Linked DNA regions of Sus scrofa: region 2 is linked to region 1. The links are chromatin contacts, called in public Hi-C maps. All regions are on one chromosome and are shown on one strand. Each heading gives the region's core, a stretch centred on a gene start, on an enhancer-like site or on the middle of the called end of the contact. The rest is flanking DNA. Distances are from core to core; before and after follow the strand shown.

Evidence for each region. Hi-C and Micro-C count contacts between places; a contact is called where the count stands out from the background.
Region 2: a Hi-C map of liver shows a contact between it and region 1, with 2.3 times the contacts expected there. The contact joins the promoter of IGFALS here to the enhancer-like site in region 1. A contact is called at or near these places in 3 of 5 promoter capture datasets (fetal liver, fetal skeletal muscle and liver) and 2 of 47 Hi-C or Micro-C datasets (epiblast stem cells and liver).

What each region holds. Positions count from the first base shown.
Region 1 is chr3:40,021,217-40,028,630 of Sscrofa11.1, forward strand. It overlaps MSRB1 (methionine sulfoxide reductase B1), which reads left to right. Exons shown (of 4, transcript NM_001097460.1): 4 at 1-520. Among named protein-coding and RNA genes, the nearest start is that of HS3ST6, 5.0 kb to the right of the region's middle. Within about 2 kb of position 1,710, at least 18 of the 83 cell types and tissues checked have an H3K27ac peak or open chromatin away from gene starts, as enhancers often do. A contact at or near this core is called in fetal liver and liver, where this site is marked.
Region 2 is chr3:40,168,962-40,176,083 of Sscrofa11.1, forward strand. It overlaps IGFALS (insulin like growth factor binding protein acid labile subunit), which reads left to right and starts at 5,838. Exons shown (of 2, transcript NM_001048186.2): 1 at 5,838-5,889; 2 at 6,880-7,122. The coding sequence starts at 5,874. It overlaps LOC110259948 (vegetative cell wall protein gp1-like), which reads right to left and starts at 6,652. Exons shown (of 4, transcript XM_021086838.1): 1 at 6,524-6,652; 2 at 4,556-4,627; 3 at 3,166-3,425; 4 at 1-1,285.

The DNA.
Region 1 (7,414 bases), core at 460-2,959:
GGCCCCTCCATGCCTTGTCTGGACTTCACCCCGGCGGGGCCCAGTTCTCAGATGGGCCCTGGCCTCAGCAAAGCTCTCACCCACCCCCCGCAGGCTGTGCTGGGACAGAAGGTGAGCAGAGGCGGCCCAGCCGGCTGCTCCAGGGTCACTGTATGATACACTCTGGCTAAACCCTTGCAGGCGGCCAGAGGGGTGATGGTCTGTGACTCCCGAGGGGAGCAGGCGGAGGGGGCGGGTCTCTGGGCTCTGAGTTACGAAAGAGAAATCCCGGACCTTCTGGCACAGTCTGTATGGGTGCTGCTCTCCCAGCTCAGGCTTAGGAAAGCAGCTCTTGCTCCACCAGCCTGATCGGGCGCGGCCAGGGCCCGGAGCTCCCAGCCTCAGCTCGCGCCTTCTGAGGAGAAGGTGCCCGTGCCTTACTGCGCATGCTCTGAGGCTCGTGCTGGCGGGGAGGGTGGGTGAAGCCCCTCCTGCCTGAATGCCCTGTAATCGGGAGGCGATCAATACACAAATGGAACCCAGGCTCGCCGTCTTTGGGAACGACACCAAGGATGCCAGGATCCAGGGTCAGGCGTCGCACAGCCGGTTCACTTGTGCCACGAATGTTTCTTGCGCATTGGATCCATGTCAGTTTCTGGCTTGCCTGCCCGCCAGGTCTGGAGGCACGGTGGCGACCGTGTCCGCCTGGTGGCGATGCGCAGGTGGGCCAAGTGGAGCCCGCAGCGGGGAGGCAGAGGTGGTCAGTGTGGCCGGCGTGGCTGGGGAGGGAGGAGGCGGAGGCCTGTTCAGTCTGCTTGCTCCTTGGTGATGGGGCCCTTCCCAGCCACAGGCCAGCGTCTCTGCTCTGGCCCTTGGTGAGCCTCCACCTAACGCTGCGACCTTGAGTGGAGCACTTCACCTTCCTGTGGAACCCAGCCTGTGCCCTTGTTGGGTGAGGGCACAGGAAGATGGTGGCGTGGCTGCATGTGTTCCGAGCACATGGGCTGGAGCTGAGACACCAAGCAGAGGTGTGTACGTGGCAGGTGGGAGGGGTCGGTATCGACAAAGTACCAGGGAGGCCAAGGCAGAGGAACCCATGCAGAAGGGGCTTCCTGCTGCTTGTCCCCCTGCCACCCACACACACATACACACACATACACACACAGTGTGGCAGCCTCCTTGTCTAGAAAACACATCCATCTCTGCTCTGCTGGCAGCCACCACTGATGGCAGCTGCTAGGGACCCCCCTACCTGGGGTTGCAGAGAATGGGTCCCCCACCCCGTGTTTCCAGCTTGTGTCTCTGACCGGCTTCCCCTCTGTGTCCCAAGCTGGTCATTGGCTAAAGTGGAGTCAGGGTCATCACCAGCCCTGAGGCACTGTCACAGCCCAGCGCTGGCCCAGGTGTGTCCACGGTGGGTGAGCAGTGAGAGCTTGGTGCATCTTCACAAGAATCACCACCCTGAAAGTCTCCCCTAAGCCTAGGGGCAGGTGTTCATTTTCAGGGGGGACAGGAGGCCCAGAGAGGTGATGGCCTTGCCTGAGGCTCCTCAACCTCATGTCCTCTCTCCCCACACCTGTCCCTGTCCTCACTTACCCCTCATGAGGAAGTAGCTCTGGGAAGGAAGGCGGCTGCCGCTTGAGTTCAGCCCGATGGCAGCAGGCATGTGGAAGGTGGCTGGGCTGGGGCTGGAGCCAGTTGCACGTCAGCAGGAAGCTTGGGCTCTGGGGCCCGTGGGCCTCCTTGGACTTTGCTCACTTCTCCCAGCATTCCTGGCTCTGTATCCTGGTCCACGGTGTCCCTGAGAGTGAACTTGGCCCAAGAGCAACTGGCCTCTTCCTACAAATTGGGCCAATGTGTCCAGGCTGTGCTGCCTCTCTGGGCACAGACCTGTAGCAAGGTGGGCAGAAGGACCTGCTGATGCCCCGGTGGGCATGTCTGGTAGGAGAGCAGGAGCAGCAGTGCCTAGCTGCCTGCACCCCAGGGGCCCCACACTCATTCTGGTTTACGGGGCAGTGGAGGCTGGCAAGCAGTGCCCTTGGAGGAGTGAGGTGACAAGGGGGAGCCCCAGGACTCCAAGGTCCCTCACACCAGGAGCCTGGCAATGGATGGCTCTGGGCAGGGTCTCTGCCAGGGACTGGATGTAATCATAAACTCCCCCCCCCCCCCCACTGCGGGGTTACAGCATAGCCTTTGGCCTGCAGCCTCATTCCTTCTTGAGAAATAAAGGCTCTTTGAGAGGCCAGCCCCCTCTGCCCTTTACCTGTGCTCCCTTGCTTGTTGGATGGAGCCTCCAGGACACAGCCATCCAAGCTAAGGTTTGCACTGCCAGGCCAGGGCACAGCAGGGCAGGGGAACGTGGGGCAAAGTGGGAGAAAGAGGAAATCTGGGACTCTGCTGATCCTCAGTCCGGAGGCAGGCCCCCGCCACCCCCCCCCCGCCCCAGCGCTCAATAAATGTGGAACAGATGAGTGAATTGGCAATGCTTGAGACAGTCCCTCATCCAAAGCTGTGCTTTCTTTGTCTGAGCGACAAGTACCAGGAAGAGCCCTGACCCTGGTGGGCGTGCTGCTAGGGGTAGGTCCTAGGACCGCTGAGCCCTTGCATGCATGTGGGCACTGCTGGCAAGTGGACGAGGGAGCCTGGAGAGGTCTGCGAAGGTCACTGCTAAGTTAGCCACCGTGGCTTTACTCCCCGCACAGCCCTGGTAGGGGGCTTAGCGTTAAGACCCCGTCTGAGTCCGTCGGTCCTTAGGGTCCCCTTCCCGGGGATCGGGCGCAGGGACCGTGCGCAGCACAGACCAGCAGGGGCCGCGCTGGCTCCGCGCTGTGAGTGCGCTGGGGCGGGTCTGAGGGGCGCGCCCAACCCCGAGGCCTCCGAGGCGGCGACGACCCCGCCCCTCGGTCGCGGCCCCGCCCCCCGGCCCGCTCAGCCCCAGCCCTGCGGTGCCGCCTCGCGCCTTGGCTGTGCTTCCCCGTGGCACCCACTGGTCCGCGTCCGCATCCCGTGGCCCCCAGTCCGCGCCCGCCCAACACGCCAGTGCCCAGCACGCGGGGGGGCGGGTGGTGATTTATGATTACATCCAGTCCCTGGCAGAGACCCTGGCGTCCAAGGGGGCGGGGGTGGGGGGGGCCCCATTCGGCGGACTTCAAGAACGTGACCCGTGCAGGGGAAGAGTCGAGACCCACGGTGCCTCTTGTGGAGTCGGCCGAGCGTGACAGAGCTGGCGGGTGGAGGAAGGTGGAGGCAGGACGCCCCCAGTCCCAGCCGAGCCCTAGCGGCGACACCCCCTGCACCCAAACCCCTGCACCTGGGCCTCTAGGCCGGCCTCGGAGAACTGAGCGATCTCGTTCCCGCCCCCCAAAAGGCGAGTCCTGAAGGGGTCGCTGCACGTAATAGCTTGAGATGAGTCGGCATCAAGTTGCGCTGCCTTCTCCCCGCTCCCTCTGCGCAGCTGCGCAGAGTCAGGGTGAGCGACCCACACACCCGCGTGACTATATCCGCGGCCCGGGGGAGACAGGGACCCCAGGATCACCTGTCACCCTAGCCCTGGGCACTGGGGCTCCGCTTAAGGAGCTCGGGGGCTCAGGGGAGACAGTTGGTGGGCCTCTGGTTGCACCAGAAGGAGGGGGCTGCCGGTGAGGGGATTGACTTGCCTGCGCCTTTGCCTCCCAGCCCCTCAGCACCCCCAGCACCTTCTCTAGGCCTAATGTGTTCCTTGTAAAGCCATGGAGATTGTCCATGGTTCAGCCCTCGCTACATGTCTCACCACGTTTCATTTCCAACCAGGGTAGGTACAAGTTACTCCTGGCCTCAGAGGGCTTGGTGGCTGCACTGCTGGAGCCGGAGCAGAGAGGAGACCCCTCCCTGGGCCTCTGTCCCAGAGGTGCAGTTGGCCCGTTCTTCTGGGCTCACCCTTCCACCTCCTCAGGCAGGGGCCTTTTGTTCCCTTTTACTCGGAAATGTGCGATTGGGTTGGGCTCCTTTGAGACCAGAGCCCCTGGGGTATGTCTGGAGGCTGGGGGAGGCCAGGAAAGCTGGAGTCAGAGGGACAAGGATGGAGTCATTGTTCTCTGGGGAGGGGGTGGGTCTTCTTGCTGGAGCAGGAAGCCTGCAGCTTAGGGAAGGGTCTGGCGGAGAGCAGGGCAGAGTTCAAGGCTCTGCCCTGGGCTCTGGGTCTTCCCGATCCCAAGCTGAGCAAGCCTGGCTGTGCACCGTTGGCATGTCTGTCTGATTGGTGGTCGGTACTGGGTGTTTCCCTGGAGGTGTGGGGGGATGGGGTGTGGCTCTCCTGGGGGTGCTGTCTGCTAGCACCTGCCATGCAGGAGTCTCCACACTGGGGACATGGCAGCTGGGGTCTGTCAGCAGGCCTCTGAACCCCCTCCTGCTGTGTGTATCCTGAGCCTGCACCAGGTCCTTTGCTCACAGTCACCTTCCAGTTAATGGGGACCCTTGCCTGGGCACAGATGGACAGACGTGACCACAGAGCTCCAGTGACTCAACAGTGTGGAACCACTTGGACAATGCTTCCCTTCCCCACGACACTGAGAGGTTCCCATGCCCAGAAGCCTGGCGTGGGGCCAAAAAGTTGGAGGAGGTGGGGATGGGGGGGGCAGAGGGAGTCCTGTTTCTGCGGGACCCTTTTCCCCCCTTTAGCTTCGCCTTGAGTGGACTGGGGCTGCCAGCCTAGAAGGACTGTCATATTGCTATGAATTGAACTGGGCCAAGCTGGTGGGTGGGAAGCAATTTGCAGGGCCCAGGGATGCATCCTGGGAGCCTGGGTCTCTGTCTTCTCCTGGAGATGCAGTGGCCCCTGGCAAACGGCCCTCGGTCTGGGCTGATCCCTCCAGGAAGACCCAGGGAAAAGGAGTGAGGGCGGCTGGAAGCAAGCAGGGGGCTGTCACTGAGTAGGAGAAGGCTCTGGCTCCTGGCCAGCCCTCTAGCCCCAGGCAGGCTCCCTGCATGTGTGTGACCACACGGGTTGGCTGGGAGGCCCTCGCTCCCCACTCCCAGCCGGGGGAAACTTCGCGGGCCCCTCCTGATGCTGGGCATCTTGTCAGCCCTGGCAAACCCTTCTGTGTCAGGGTCCCTAGATCTGGCTGGTCACCAGGAACAAGACCCTGGGTTCCAGCAAACCAGGCTGGCCTGATACCTGGGCCACCAGGGAACTCCTCATGTGTTTTGTTTGTTTTGTTTTGTTTTGTCTTTTTAGGGCCGCATCCGCGGCCTATGGAGGTGCCCAGGCTAGGGGTCCAATGGAAGCTGTAGCCCCTGGCCTACACCACAGCCATGGAAATGCGGGATCCGAGCCGCATCTGCAACCTCCACCACAGCTCACGGCAACGCTGGATCCTTAACCCACTGAGCGAGGCCAGGGATCAAACCTGTGTCCTCATGGATACTAGTGGGGTTTGTTGACTACTGAGCCACATTGGGAACTCCTATTGTTTTTTAAAGTCAGAAAGTGAAGTGCAGAGAGCCTGGGTAGCTGCCAAGGTCACCTGCTGGGAGGGGCAGAGTTGGTCTTGGGTCAGACTTTAGCTCCCACAGTCTTACTGTCAGCTTTGTACGGGGCTGCACGGGCCCAGCCCTGCCATGGCCTCCTGCTCCCCTCATTCTCCACCAGGTGGAACCGGGCTCTGGGACTGGGTGGGTAGGTGGGGAGATGTCTCTTACGGCCCCTCCCCAGGAGGAAACCGCAGCCGAAATGGAAAAACCCCACACAAATCAAAGACAGCTGGGCCCGCCCTCAGCCTCTGCCCGCTCCCCTGGGCTCCCCTTGCAGGCCGAGGAATCCTACCAGGCTGAGGAAGTGGGTCTGGGGGGTAAGGTTGTGGTTCTAGGGGAGGATGTTTCTGGAAGCCCCCAGCTGTCCCCCACAGCGGGAGAGACTGCACGGTATTATTCCTCATCTTCCAGAGTGGGGCAGCTGTGTGCACACCCCGCACGGCCGTCTGGGGGTGCCCAGGCTGGGGGTGTCCACCCTGGTTCCGGGACAGGCTGGGAAGTAGGTGGAGAGGGGCTTGGGAGAGGGGTCCGCACCTAGACTCTCACACGGAGTCACTCAGTCATTCAACAAACATTCATAAGCACTCCTTATGGTTACGTGTAGAGCCACAGAAGGAGTCAACACTGACCCCATCCCTGCCCTTGCAGGGCTCATGGGTAGGTGGAGGAGATAGTTGGGGATCCAAATCACCCACAAAGAAATAATGACAGTCTGAAAAGGACACACAGACATAGCCGGGTCATAGACGTGTGAGGCCAGGCTGGGCTTTTCTCCCACCATGGCCTTATTCCCCAAGACTCCTTTCCTAGACTTGACCTGCCTGTCCCCGTCTTTGCTGGCCCTCCTTGTCGTCTCCCCTGGGGATGGTGTTTACTTGACCCGGCAGCCTGAGCAGTTCAACCCGCCTCCTCTCCCTGCTCTTGGCCAGCCGCCCCACCAAACCTGACTTATCTGCATGTCTGATGGCTGGCCTAAGGAGAGTGGGCAGATGGACTCCTGCCTGGCAGCGTTGGCCAGAAGGCTGGGGGTCCAGAAGCGAGGAAAAGGGGAAACGACATCAGGCCACGTGGAGCCCTCAAAGCCAAGGAACTCTTGCAGTTCCTATCATGGCGCAGTGGTTAATGAATCCGACTAGGAACCATGAGGTTGCGGGTTTGATCCCTGCCCTTGCTCAGCGGGTTAAGGATCTGGTGTTGCCGTGAGCTGTGGTGTAGTTCACAGACACGGCTTGGATCCCATGTTGCTGTGGCTGTGGCGTAGGCCAGTGGCTACAGCTCTGATTTAGACCCCTAGCCTGGAAACCTCCGTATGCTGTGGGTGCAGCCCTGGAAAGAGACAAAAAAGACCAAAAAAAAAAAAAAAAAGAAAAAAATCAGAGCCAAGGAACCCTCTGGAGACCAGACTGCATGGAGGGGATTCACCAACTCCTGTTTCCTCCTGACAGAGCAGGTGAGACCAGCCAGGGCAGCAATTGAGCCACCCTCTCAGTGCACAGGGACAGCCACCAACCCTGCATTCCCATGGCCTGGTCTCTTTTGGGTCCCGAAGTCACTTTTCACCATGTGGCTCAGAGAGGGGATCCGGGCTAGACTCTGATGGCGAGGCAGGGCGGAGGTGGGGTGGAGGAGTCGCTGAGCCACCCTGGGGAGGAGGGAGGAGAGCAACCCTGAGGGTGAGGGGCAGGGAGAGGCAGATTCGGAGATTCCCAAATTTAACCTTCAAAAGGACTCTTTTTTTTTTTTTTTTTTTGTGGCTGCACCCGAGAAATGCAGAAATTCCTAGGCCAGAGATCCAACCTGTGCCTCAGCAGTGACCTGAGCCACAACAGGGACAATACCAGATTTTTTTTTTAAAATGTCCCTTCCTGTTTCTTTTTTTATTATTGATTGATTGATTGATTGACTTTTTCCTGCTGTACAGCATGGG
Region 2 (7,122 bases), core at 4,588-7,087, 150 kb after region 1:
TGAGCCTGATCCCAAACGGAGAGCCAGCGACCGGTGTCCTTCATGAGCACAAAATCCCTCAAATGTCAGTACCACGAGCTCCCTTGTGGCGCAGCAGGTTAAGGACTGATCCTGCTGTGGCTCAGGTTCAATCCCTGGCCTGGGACCTTCCATAGGCGAGATTTATCACAGGAATACAAAGTTGGTTCAACATCTAAAAATCAATTAACAATAAACCATCAAATAAAGGACAAAACCCACACGATAATCTCAATGGATGCAGGAAAACATTTGACCCAACCCCACACCCAGGAGCTCCCTTGTGGTGCATCAGGTTAAGGATATGGTGTTGTGGCTGCCATGGCACGGGTTCAATCCTGGGCCTGGAAATGGATTCCACATGCTGTGGATGTGGCGAAAAAAATTTCCACACCCGTTTGTTATAAAAAATGTCAACAGGAGTTCCCGCTGTAGCTCAGTGGTGAATGAAACTGGCCAGCATCCATTATGACGCAAGTTCGATCCCTGGCCTCGCTTGGTGGGTTAAGGATCTGGTGTTGCTGTGAGCCGTGGTGTAGGCCAGCTGCTGTAGCTGATTTCGACCCCTAGCCTGGGAATCTCCATATGCCGTGGGTGCAGCCCTAAAAAGAACAACAACAAAAAAATCCAAGTGCAGCAGCTCAGGTCACTGCCAAGGTGAGGGGTGGATGGATTCCCAGCCCTGCTCAGTAGGTTAAAGGATCTGGCGTTGCCATGGTCGCGGTGTAGGTCACAGGCAGCTGTGGCTGGGATTCAATCCCTGGCCCCGAAACCTCCACATGCCCTGAGTGCAGCCACAACATTAAAAGAACATCTACTAATTTCCAAATGGCTGCTCTGTCAAATCATTCCGAACTCAGTTATTACAACACGAACGTAGCCCCTGGCCGTTCTGGAGGTCGAGGCTGACAGCAGCCTCCCTGCACTGCAGGGTCAGCAGAGCTGTTCCTTGGGGGGCTCTGGGGCCAAACTCTGTCCCCGGCCTTTCCCACTGCTGGAGGCTCCCCACCGCCCTCCCTTTGCAAAACTCAGCAACTAGGGGTCGCAGCCTCCCCTCCCTGCCTCATGCTGCCCTCCCCCCTTCCACTTTTAGGGACCCCTGTAATTACACGGAGACCCCCCGCAAAGTCCAGGTCACCCTCACCGTCTGGAGGTCGGCGGAGGAGCAGCCTCATTCCCCTTTGCCCTGCACCCTGACACAGGCACCACCGCGGGGACAGGAGAGGGCCATCTCTGGTCGGGAGCCTCCTCCTGCCTGCGACGGCAGCTGTGAAGACAAGCCCGCATCCTCAGCGCTGGGGAAGGAGTGTAGGCTCCCTGCTCTTGGCCCTTGGCAGTGGCCCACGGGGTGTGCAGGGAAGCTCGTGCAGACGAAAGGCGTCTCCACATGCATAGGGTCCCCGCTGGGTGGCAACGGGACTGATGGCCTCTTGGGAGCACTGAGGTGCAGTGGGTAAGGCTCTGGTGGTGCTGCAGCTCTGGCTTAGGTCACAACTAGGGCTCCGATCTGATCCCTGTGCGGCGGGGCGGCCAAAAAAGGGAAAAACCACGTCCTTATGCACAGACAGTGTGATCCTGTGTGTGGCCTAAGGAGTCAGATACACACACACCGGGAATTAAGAAGCTGAGCCGGAGAAATCTGTTGGGATTACACAGGCTAAAGCCAACCTGAAAACAAAATCACACCAGTTCCACTCACCACGACATCAAGACAAATAAAATACTCAGAAATCACTTTATCAAACCTACTGTAAGATTCATACGCTAAAAACTACCCCGTCCCCCATGCTAAGAGAGGAGTTCTGGTCGGGGCGCACTGGAAACGAATCCGACTAGGAACCATGGGGTTGTGGGTTTGATCTTGGCCTCCCTCAGTGGGTCGGGGATCCAGTGTTGCCATGAGCTGTGGTGTGGGTCACAGATGCAGCTTGGATCCTGTGTGGCTGTGGCTGTGGTGTAGGCTGGTGGCTACAGCTCTGATGCGACCCCTAGCCTGGGAACCTCCATATGCCACAGGGGTGGCCCTAAAAAAGACAAACCAACCAAAAAAAAAAAAAAAAAAAGCCAAGAGAAAGAAGATAGATGTACACGGAAAGACAGCTGCGTTTCCTTTTTCTTTTTATGGCCACACCCGAAGCACATGGAAGTTGCTGGGCCAGGGATTCAATCCCAGCCACAGCTGTGACCTACGCCTGCAGGGGGATCCACACCGCACCGCTGCAGCAACCCCGCAGTCAGATTCCTTTTTTTTTTTTTTTTTTTGGTCTCTTTAGGCTGCACCCACGGCACATTGGAGGTTCCCAGGCCAGTGGTCAAATCAGAGCTGCAGCTGCCAGCCTACACCACAGCCACAGCCACGTGGGATCCGAGCCGCATCTGCGACCTACACCACAGCTCACGGCAATGCCGGATCCTTAACCCATTGAGCGAGGCTGGGGATCAAACCTGTGTCCTCATGGATACTAGTTGGGTTTTTTACCATTGAACCACAACAGGAACTCCTTCAGTCAGATTCTTAACCCACTGAGCCACAGTGGGAACTCTGATAATCTGTGTCTCCCATGGAGCAGGTCTTTGTGACCTGGGTTAGAGAAAGAGTCAGGAGACACCACGCTGAAATCATGTGCCATGTAGGAAAAAACGGATCAAGTGGACCTCATAAAATCAACTTCTGTACTTCGAAAGACATTTTTTTAGGAAAAGAGATAAACCACAAACAAATATCTGCAAATATTATCTCTGATAACCCATAACCTATAAAGTCCACCACCCATAATATACACTTAGAACTCAGTGAGACACCTCAATTAAAAAGGGGCAAAAGTCTGGAGCAGACCCTTCCCCCAAGAGGACCTAAGACCTGCAATAAGCACGTGGGAAAATGCCCAGTATCCACAGAAACACAGCACAGCTTAAAACATCCAACCAGAACCCTGACCACACCAGATCGTGGCGACGCGGAACTGGGATTCTCAGTTTGTGAAACGATACAATCATTTTAGAAAACGGTCTTTTAAAAATTAGACAGAGGCTCTGGGAGCCAGCAAGCCCCCGCCTGAGAATCCGCCCTAGAGGAGCGAAGCCCACGTCCCCCCAACCGTCCAGGGCAACGGTGCTCCCTGTGGACAGCCCCAAACGGAAGCTCACCAGGTGTCCGTCAGCGGACGTGGCGAGGCCAGCAGATGGGATGGCAGCGGCGTCACCAGCAGGGACACGGATGTGCTGAGCGAGTGCGCCACAGGCACGAGCCCTGAAGACATGCTGGGCGAGGCAGGTGGGGTCCGCAAGGCCCCCCGTCGGCTGCCGACGTTCTGCAGGTGGCTGGTGCGGGCGGCTGCACGCGTTACCGAGGGTCGGGTGGAACAGCATCAAAAGCAACAACCATCGACAGGGAAAACACACAAACCCTGAAACAGACGTGCAAGATCCTAACATGGAAAGCTACAAAGACGCCCCTAGAGACCCCTGCGCCCCGTCCACAGATGGACACTCAAGCTGCAACACAGTCAAAGTCGGATGGGTGTCTGCGCCCACCGCACACACGGACCTGCACGGGGCCCCGCGTCCAGGAAGCTCTCGGAGGAGGATCCGCTCTGCCTCCAAGGCCCAGGAGGTGCCCAGAAAGGAGCAGGCCGCAGTGGGCCCTGCCAACAGCCAAGGTGGTGCCGAGGGGCGCAGGGGAAGGGAAAGCCCAGGGAGGCAACCGTGCCCCTGCTCGCTCCGAGGAGGCATCTGCACGCGTGGGTGGCCCGCAGGTGCCCCAGAGGGCAGGGCTCTAACGCCTTCACCAGGTGGCTTAGGAGGCCGTACTCAAGTGTGTGGCTGTGGCGTGGCCGGCAGCTGCAGCTCCGATTCGACCCCTTGCCTGGGAACGTCCATGGGCCGCGGGTGTGGCCCTAAAAAGACAAAAACCAACCAAACAAAACCACCACCCCAAGTCCCACGGACGGCAGCCAAATTGACGATGAGCCGGAGACTGACACGCACCTGCCAGGACGGTCCCCTGGCCAAGGAGCCAGTGTCCCCAGAGCCATCACTTGTGCTGAGAAGGGGACAATGACTGTCACTGTCACCCCCTTTGGAGCTGAGCACAGACCGGGCACCCGGGTGGTCCCAGGAGGGTGTGACCCCTAACTACCCGGGGGCCTGCCCTCCCAGGACCCTCACGTGCACACGCGGCCCTGGGTGGCAGGGCATTTGGACAGAAAGCGGGGAGAGACGACGGCGACGCGGCCCGAGGGCGCCCAGACCCCGCGCTTCCGTGGACATGTGTCCAGGCTCCTTAAGGGAATCTCAGGCGCCCCGTGCAGAGGCCAGCGCGGCTGCGGAGGGTCAGGGGCCAGGACTCTGCCAGACTCGGGAAAGGTTTCGAAACCCAGAGCGCGCCTGGGCTCTTACAGGCGGCTTCCAGCCCTAAACCCTCAAACGCGAGAAGGCGGCCTGTGAACCACCCCTCCAGTCCATGTGCGCCTGGCCCGCGGGGCCACCTGGGAGCTCTGCTGAGTCTGCGCTTTCTGCAGTGGAGACGTGTGTTTACCGTGTAAATGGCTGGGTGTGGACTTTCTCCTGGTGGATCTATAATTTCTCAGAAGAGAAGCTGAGAAACGACCTGGAAAGAAATCAAAGCTCAATAGAGGGATGAGGACCAAGCTGGGCCCCTCGGCGCGGCTGCAGGGGCGCTGGGGAGGGGGCGCACCGAGGCCCCCACCTCCTCCCTCTGCCTCCCCAGGTGAGGTCCGAGGGGCCCGACCCCGCAACAGGCCTTGTCCTCCCTAACTCGGGTCCACCTTTTCAACCCCTTCCAGACCCTCTGAGAGCAGGCCCAGTGCCCGGGGCGGGTGGAGGGCTGGGCAGGCCCCTCGAGCGGCAGGGCGGGCAGCCGGAGGGCGCCTCCTCCTGCAGGTCGGGAAGGGCTCTGACCTGCAGGCCCGGGGCCGTGGCCACGCCCCTTCCCCCGTCTGACCCCAGGCCGCACGGGCACCTGTCCCAGGGCCTGGGCAGGGTGGGTGGCTGTGCCCCACAAGCGCCCAGGAGGACAGCGTGGGGCCTGCTGCTGGTGGCGGCTGAGCTCAGGGCCGCTGGACCTGGCCCCCGAGGCCAGGCCGTGCCCCGCTCTCTTCCCGGGAGTACTCTGCGGGGACAGCAAACATGAGGTGGCTGGGCCCTGCCAAGCATTCCTAGAAGAGGCTGGGGGAGGGGCAGCCGCCAGACACCAGCTGACCCCGAGGTCACAGGAGAAGCCAAGACTGGGCCAGGCCCCTGGGCGCTGGGACAAGAACCCCACCCCGGCAGGCAGTTAGGAAACAGGAGGAGGGGGAGGCCAGCACGCCGGAGAGGGGGCAGAGGCTTAACTCCCACGTGGCCGGGTGCCGGGCGGGGAGACCCCCAAGCTGCCCGAGGGGCCCCCGCCCACACGCGGGAGGCCGGCTGGCCGTGCCCCAGCTCCTCGCGGGCTGCTCTGAAGGAGACCCCCGCCCGCCCGGCCTGCAGCCCAGTGCTGCCCCGCCCAGCCCCGCAGGGGGACGGAAGAGGGGCCTGGAGGAGGGGCCGGGAGGAGGGGGACAGGCCCCTTGCGGCCCCTCCATCTGCACCAGGCCCACCTCGCCCCCCTAAGGCGCTGCAGGGTGGATGCCGCCCCCCGCCCGTGCCCTGCCGTCCCCACCGTGCGCCCTCGGTGCCGAGGCTGGCGGCCCGGCAGGAGGGGGTTAAGCGCACTGGGGCCAGCAGGGCCGGGCTGACCGGTAAGGAGGGTGCTGGCCGCCGGCGGCGGCGGTGGGGAAATCCAGAGGGCAGGAGCGGCCGGCCCAGCAGACGCGCCCATTCGCCGCCCGCCTGTGGCCCGCTCTGCACGAGGGATGGCCCTGAGGAAAGGTGAGGCCCCGCGGGCCAGCACCCGCTCCTGGAGGGCTGGCCCCGTGCCCGAGCCCCTGGGGCAGGGGCTGCCCCCTGGGAGGGCGCAGCTCAGGGCAGGCCGGGGGCTGTGGGAGACCACAGGCGGGGAGGGGGTGGGGGGGGCGTGATGGTTGGCAGTGGCAGGGGGCCCGGCCGAGCCCAGCCCCGAGAAGCTCCTGGCCTCCCCTACCTCCTCCCCCAGCCCAGGACCCAGGCTAGCAGTGCAGGCGGGGGAGGCCTCACCCCAGACCCTCCACTGGGCCATGGCCTGTGCTCCCAGCCACCCCGGAGGCCAGGCCCCCGCCACCCGGGTTATCCCGCCTCCGGCGGGGTGAGGCCCCCACCCCAGGACCTCGAGCTCTTGGGGGGGCAGGGAGGAGCCGGTGCAGTGGGCAACCTGGTGCCCAGCGGAGGTCTGGGGGGTGTTGCCGGGGAGCCTGGCATCCTTTGTCCTGGGACGCTATGCGGTCTCGGGTCCCCCGCTGCCCGGAGGCCTGTGCCCTGTTCCTTCCCCAGCCACGGCACTGGGCCAAGTCCCCGGGTGTGGACCGCACCCCGGTCTGGCGTCGGGGGCACTGTCCAGACCCTCGGGGCAGCAGGTGCACATACCCACCGAGGCCTGCTCTGGAACATTCTCGCGCTCACGCCTTCCTCCAGGCCCGCTGGCAGCCTAGGCTGGCTTGAGGGTCCATCGTGAGGATGCAGACGAGTCCATGGCCTAATCGCCAGGTCCCCAGCCCTGTTTTTCTGGAACAGGCGTCACCGCTCCGTGGGTCCTGCGGGTGGAAAGGGCAGCCAGGTTTGGACCGGAGGACGTGCCAATCGTCCTGCCTGTCTCCTGTTGCCCGTCTACGTGGGGGACCAGTGCCTCCCTCCAGCCCAGTCAGCAGTGCCCGGTCCTGGCCGTGGGCTGCTTCCCGGTCTCCTGGGCCCCGTCAGGGCCGCCTCCCCAAGCCCCTCTCCCCACAGGAGGCCGCGCCCTGGCGGCGCTGCTGGTCTCCTGGGCGGCGCTGGGCCCCTGCACCCTGGCAGGCACGGAGCCCGGGGCGCCATCGGACGCCGAGGGCCTGCCGTGCCCGGCTGCCTGCTCCTGCGGCCACGACGACTACACGGACGAGCTCAGCGTCTTCTGCAGCTCCCGGAACCTCACGCAGCTGCCCGACGGCATCCCAGACGCCGCCAGGGCCCTGTGGCTGGACAGCAACAACTTCT